Linked DNA regions of Rattus norvegicus: region 2 is linked to region 1. A link is a contact called in public Hi-C data. All regions are on one chromosome and are shown on one strand. Each heading gives the region's core, a stretch centred on a gene start, on an enhancer-like site or on the middle of the called end of the contact. The rest is flanking DNA. Distances are from core to core; before and after follow the strand shown.

Region 1 (3,043 bases), core at 306-2,805:
AGGAAGGAAAGAAGAGTGGAGTGTCTACTTAGGCCCTGAGGTTACAAGCTCTCGCTGCTGTTTCCTTCTGCTCTTCATGGCTGTGGCGTGCTCTGTACACACTGGGACCTTTTCCTTTTTTTTTTTTTTAAGATAATGCTCCCTCTCCCCTTCCAGTGTGACCATGTTCCTTCCCACACACGAGGGCACCCACCCATGTGTCTTAGTTTGGGTTACTACAGCATGGATAAGACACCATGACCAAGTTGGGGAGGAAATGGTTTGTTTGGCTTACACTTTCCACCTTGCTGTTCATCGTCAAAGGAAGTCAGGCCTGGAACTCACACAGGGCAGGAACCTGGAGGCAGGAACTGATGCAGAGGCCATGGAGGGGTGCTGCTTACTGACTTCCTCCTCACAGCTTGTTCAGCCTGCTCTCTTATAGAATCCTAGGCCCACCAGCCCAGAGGCGGAACCACCCACAATGCCCTACAGGTCTGCCTACAGCTTGATCTTATGGAGGCATAACCCCTCAGATGACCCTAGTTTGTGTCAAGTTGACATAAAACTATCCAGCACACAATGGGAAATCTGTTGACATAATCATTAACTGGTTTGCCTTCTGATCCCACTCCATCAGTAATTGACCACTGAAAACTTTGGCTTCTAAGCTTCCTCCTATGTAAAAGAGTGGGGAGTAGATCCCTCCCCCTCTCCTCCTCCCTCCTCTCAAAGGGTGCTTTTGCCCGTGTGCTGTAAGTTCTGTGGCTCTGGGATGCAGGAGATGGCCCCTCAAAGCTCTAACTTTATAGGTTCAAAGCTGCTGCTTTGGGGTGTGTCCACCCTCTCCACTTTAAGGAAACACTTTTGCTGAAAGTAAAGACTCTTCTAGCATTAGGGCCCGGAAAAGTGCAGGCTCCGATGGACCAACAAGTTTGGGTCAGTCTGCATGCAGATGGGGATTTCAAGTGGCTTCTGCAGGAAAGCCACCCCGTGGCTCAGTGACATTTCACGCACTCCACAGAGCCAGCTGAGGCCTCAAGCAAACAGTTTGTGTCTTAGTGATTGCTTTTATTTTTTTATTTTTTATTTTTTTTTTTTGGTTCTTTTTTTTCAGAGCTGGGGACCGAACCCAGGGCCTTGTGCTTCCTAGGCAAGCCCTCTACCACTGAGCTAAATCCCCAACCCTGATTGCTTTTATTCTTATTTCCGGTCAGTCACAGATCTTGGACAGGCAAAGCCAGAGATGGGCACTCGGGAGAGACTAACAGGGAACTCGAGGAGTTGCTGACAAAAGGGCAGCCCCGTCTGAGTGTGTGGCAGGTGAGTCCTTTTGTGTCTCGTGCTAGATCCCCGCCCTGAGGCACTCAGGAAAAACTTAGGGCAGGGGACTGAGTAGAGATGGGTTTTGGCAGGCAGGTCAATTGTGTCTTGAGAGATGTGACAATCAATGCACAAAAAGATGTCTGTTGGGAAGACAGGTCTAAGAGAAGCAGAGTCCTGCCCCACGTCACTGTGCCCCCGGGGACCGGGACGGATTCTCCTCCTGCAAAACCAGACTCCGCTTTTCCTCTAATAGCCGAAAGGGGGCAGCAGAGTCCGTGTGTAAAATTCCCAACTTGCCCCCCCTCGGCCTTTTGGAATAAGGGTGCTTGAGGGATCCTGCAGGGCTCACACAGAAGAAAGGGCATGGAATGGAAGAACCACACCATACCCGAGGAAGTCTTGTGGTTTCCTCGGGCTATACCGAAAGAGCTGTGCACGGACCCAGGAATTGGTGTGGGGAGTGAGGGACTTAATGTCTCTACTTCGTCCTATCTTGAGCTTCGGAGGGGAACCTCCTGGTCTGTCACGATTCTTCAGAGGGCTTTTAGCCTCACATCACAGATTCTAGAGCTCCCTCAAGCCTTATGAAATCCAACCAACCCTGTCATAGGTCCGTTCCCACCCAAGCCAAAAATGCAAGGGACCAAAGGAGTCCTTCCTCCTTCACAGTTTGCCGCACCTGCCCTGCTTCGGTTTCTCATAATCCCGCATTCCCCATAATCCTCCATTCTTGTTTCCCCGCCCTTCCTCCTGCCAAGACCCACCCAGCTATGCCCGGGACTCCTTACTGCCCCACCAGGGGTCGACATCAAGGCTTTTTCCAACCCTGGAGTCCGTTTAGCGGTGGGCTAGGTAGCTGACAGGAGAAAACCCCGCTGGGCCTCTTCACCCTCACCAGCCATCTTTAAGATCACTGTGACTTGTGCCCCGGTCACATTATTTATGGCTGAGGGCTTGCCCCCCCCCCCCCCAGTTCTTTTGGAACTTAGCCTTGGAAAATTTTCTCAATCCTCCGTCTCTGCATAAATTGTCTCAGAAGAGGACTTGGACAAGTGGATTCTGGGAAACCGGCCAGAGTGAGGGCGACATGTCGGTGGGGGAGGGGCTTTAAACCTTTCTAGAACTGAAGCTAGAGATTAGGAGAGGCACTCAAAAGGGGAGCAACTAGATGAGGAAGTCAGCCAAGTGTCTTGGTGCCTCTCCCTGCCCCACACTGGCACTCGTTGGGGACTTCCAGCTTGCAGATAGGAAAACAGCCACAGACAGAAAGCTGCCCTCGCTTAGGAATTAAGTCTGTTGGCAGTGAGGCCAGAACTAGAAGCCAGGAATCCTGCCTCCCAGCTGACTTCCAGGGAGGGAAAACCTAAGAGTTTGGCGTCTCCGGATGCCAGGTTGGGTGATAGGGGCAGGTGGGGGTGTCACAAATCCCCAGAGATGTCAGTGCCTGTCCACCCACACATCTATGGGCTACACGGACGAGTCTCAGTGCAGCCCAGACTCAGACTGGAGGAAATAGCTGGCTGTCCTTCGGGTTTACTAGGGTTTGTCCAAGACTTTCTCAGCCACTCAGCTTTACCTCTGCCATGGGGATGTGTCGATAACCCTGGACTGCAGCAGTGGGTTCATTTACACCATCACCCACCCCAACCGCCCCTCCATACCACCCTCCCTCCTCAAATAGCCGAGATCGAACAAAACTTCAAATGCTTCTGTAATATTTCTTGAAGGCTAGAGAGTA
Region 2 (3,043 bases), core at 245-2,744, 92 kb after region 1:
TCTTGCCTTCCTGTAGGCTCCACCCTCCTCCCCTGCTGGACACGTGTATTCCCCCACTGCACCCTACTGCTCAATTGCCCTAGGAGGTTTTTAAAATTGACCAAGGCGGAGGTGACTCTCCTGGGCCTTGCTCTATGGGTGATACCATGCAAAGAGCTCAAGCACGAATTTTGGGGGGCAGAGGGTAGGCAGCTCCTTTTCTGGGATCCTGAGGGTGGATCCTTGCCCTGCCCCCAAACCCTGGAAAGCCCTCCAATCTCCTTTCACACATACCAAACCTGCAGAGGGAGGGTTGGGAGGACAAGAGGGAGCTGGAAACTATAAAAATGTGCTGCCCAGTACAAGAGTGGAAGGACTTGATGGGGTGGGGGTGGGGGCCAGAAAGACAAACTGTATGAGTGTCCGACGTAGGAATGGGAGATAGCCGGGCAGAAATAAAGACCCACAGGTTAAAAGAGACCAAGGAAAGAGCTAGAAACAGTAATGGACGGATTGACTGGGGGAAAAAAAGAAAGAAAAAGCAAAAACCAAGAGTCAGAGAGATGGAGGAACTCACGCACATGGAGAGAGAGAGAGAGAGAGAGAGAGAGAGAGAGAGAGAGAGAGAGAGAGAGAGAGAGAAGAAAGAACAAGGATAAAAAGCAAACAGCCACTCAAAGGTCTAAAGTGAGGGAGTTCTGGTGGGTTGGAAACAGAAGAGGCCAAGATCCTTCCCTCTGACACCAGTCTCAGGGCCACTTCCCTAAGCCCAAACAACCCAAATTGGTCAACACTCCGAGGTCCCCAAGGGCTCCCACTGAGAACGCCTCCTAGAGCCCGCTGCCTAGAGCCAACACTGCCACACGCGGCGTCGAGGATTGCCATTAGGCTGGCATTGCGCTCCCGACCCAACGCCCCCGCTCCCGCCGGGCTGGACCGGGGAGAGGCCCACAATGGCCGAACCGCCCCCGCCACGGGCGGATTGGGAGCTAAGAGGCGCTGTCCTCAGAGAATCGCATCACTCTGGCCGGGCCGAGGGTGAGACCGGGTCAAGATGCTCGGGTCGCGCGAGCCAGAGGAGGAGAAAGGGGGAAGGCTGCCGGTCGGCCCGGGACGCCGGTAAAGCCGGCCGGAGACGGACTTCCAGAGCTCTGTGGGAGCGGAGAGCCAGGACCGCGCTCAGCAGCCCGGGGAGTCCCGCACGCACGTCGGCCAGGAGGGCGCGGGAACAGCGCTGAGCGCACGATGCGCGCGACCCAGGCCGCGGGGCCGGTTTACACCGCCGCGTGGGTCACGTGGCCCGGGCGGGTCCGCCGCTGTGCGGCTGGGGGGCCCGGGGCGCGCGGAGCGGGGGGAGGCGAGCGCGCCCCGGCCAGGCTCGCGCCCTGCGCTCTGCGCTGGCCCCTGGGCGCGGGAGCCGCCCCCGGCCCCCCCGCGCTCTGCCCGCCGCGGGGCGCGCGCCCTCTATATAGCGCGCCCCTGCCCGGTCCGCGCCAGGTCACCTGCCACCGAGTGGGCACCGCACCGCGCGCAGAGCCCCGCAGACAGACGCCCGCCGCTACCAGCGCCGCCCCGACGGCCGCCCCGCAACCCTCCCGCTGCCACCGGGCCCCCAAGGCCACCATGAAAAAGGAGGTGTGCTCCCTTGCCTTCTTCAAGGCGGTGTTCGCAGAGTTCCTGGCCACCCTCATCTTCGTCTTCTTTGGCCTGGGCTCAGCACTCAAGTGGCCCTCGGCTCTGCCCACCATTCTGCAAATCTCAATTGCCTTTGGCCTGGCCATAGGTACCTTAGCCCAAGCTCTGGGACCTGTGAGTGGTGGCCACATCAATCCAGCCATTACTCTGGCCCTCTTAATAGGAAACCAGATCTCGCTGCTCCGAGCTGTCTTCTACGTGGCAGCCCAGCTGGTGGGCGCCATTGCTGGGGCAGGCATCCTGTACTGGCTGGCGCCACTCAATGCCCGGGGTAACCTGGCCGTCAATGCGGTGAGTGTCCACCAGACTGTGGAGGGATGGCCAGGGACGCTGGGGACATTTCAGACCAGATCCTCCATGCTTCCCCCTTCTTAAGAAAGGATAAAGGGTACAAGCCAAGCAACAGTGCACAACTATGCCGGTAAGAACAGGCTGACCAACCTCCTAGCCAAGCTCGGTGCTCCCTGGTCCTGGCTCCTTGGTCCTGGCTTCTCTTCACATTCTACCTCCTCTACCCTTCCCTCTTAGGCCGCTCTTCCTGGCCTAACTCCCCCTGGCCACCGAGACATCTCTTCAATTTCTAATCTCACCTGTGAGTTCTTTCTTGTCATCCCCTTGGTGGTGTCATTTTAACAGACCCACCAGAGAGCAAGGGGTAGTAGTAATCAGTCCCGGTCTAGAGCAACCGTGATCTCCCTGGGCTTCCAGTTTATTAGCCATTACGTGGAGGTGATTAGAGCACAGTGTCGTGGGGATTGCACTTGGAAGCCATGATGGGACACCGCCCCCAATACTGGCTCCCTCTTCTGTAATCCCTGTTCCTGCCTCCTGTTGTCTCCCCATTTTTGGAGCCCTAGATTCAGCCCCCTGTCCCATGTGAACTGGGCTCATTAATCAAACACAGAGGAGGATTTTCTCGGCCATTGTCAAGCTGTGAGTCAGCCACTGGAGAGACGGGTTTGAAGTTGGCACTGGCAGTGGGTCAGGCACGGATAGGAGGCCAGGGGCTGTTTGCAGTAGGCAAACTGGGCAGCTGCCCACAGGAGGGAGGGTAAATGCCAGCTCATGGGGGCTGGGGATTGGGCAGAGTCGTTGACATGATGGCACCCAGGAAAACTCGCTGACACCCTACCCTCCGGCTACAGGCCTGAGAGCTTCAAGCTTGTGCACACTGAAGTGCGGTTTCTCCAATAGCCCGTCTGGGTCATGCTCTTGGCTTCCAAGAGCTCAGGCTCTAGGTGTCCTTGAAGACCAGAGCCTCGCTTGTCTACCCCTGTCACAGAGCCTGAAGGCAGCAGGCTCCTAACCCAGCTCTTCCTTACAGCTGAACAACAACACAACGCCTGGCAAGGCCATGGTGGTGGAGTTA

The links. A called contact is a pair of places that touch in the nucleus more often than the background predicts.
Region 2: a Hi-C map of Schwann cells shows a contact between it and region 1, with 16 times the contacts expected there. The contact joins the promoter of Aqp5 here to the enhancer-like site in region 1. A contact is called at or near these places in 10 of 12 Hi-C or Micro-C datasets (the A7r5 cell line, the Rat2 cell line, Schwann cells and 6 more) and 1 of 1 datasets of contacts at active chromatin or transcription factors (oligodendrocytes).

The regions. Positions count from the first base shown.
Region 1 is chr7:132,508,231-132,511,273 of GRCr8, forward strand. No RefSeq gene overlaps it. Among named protein-coding and RNA genes, the nearest start is that of Bcdin3d, 21 kb to the left of the region's middle. Within about 2 kb of position 1,556, at least 36 of the 93 cell types and tissues checked have an H3K27ac peak or open chromatin away from gene starts, as enhancers often do. A contact at or near this core is called in Schwann cells, where this site is marked.
Region 2 is chr7:132,600,034-132,603,076 of GRCr8, forward strand. It overlaps Aqp5 (aquaporin 5), which reads left to right and starts at 1,495. Exons shown (of 4, transcript NM_012779.2): 1 at 1,495-1,965; 2 at 2,999-3,043. The coding sequence starts at 1,603.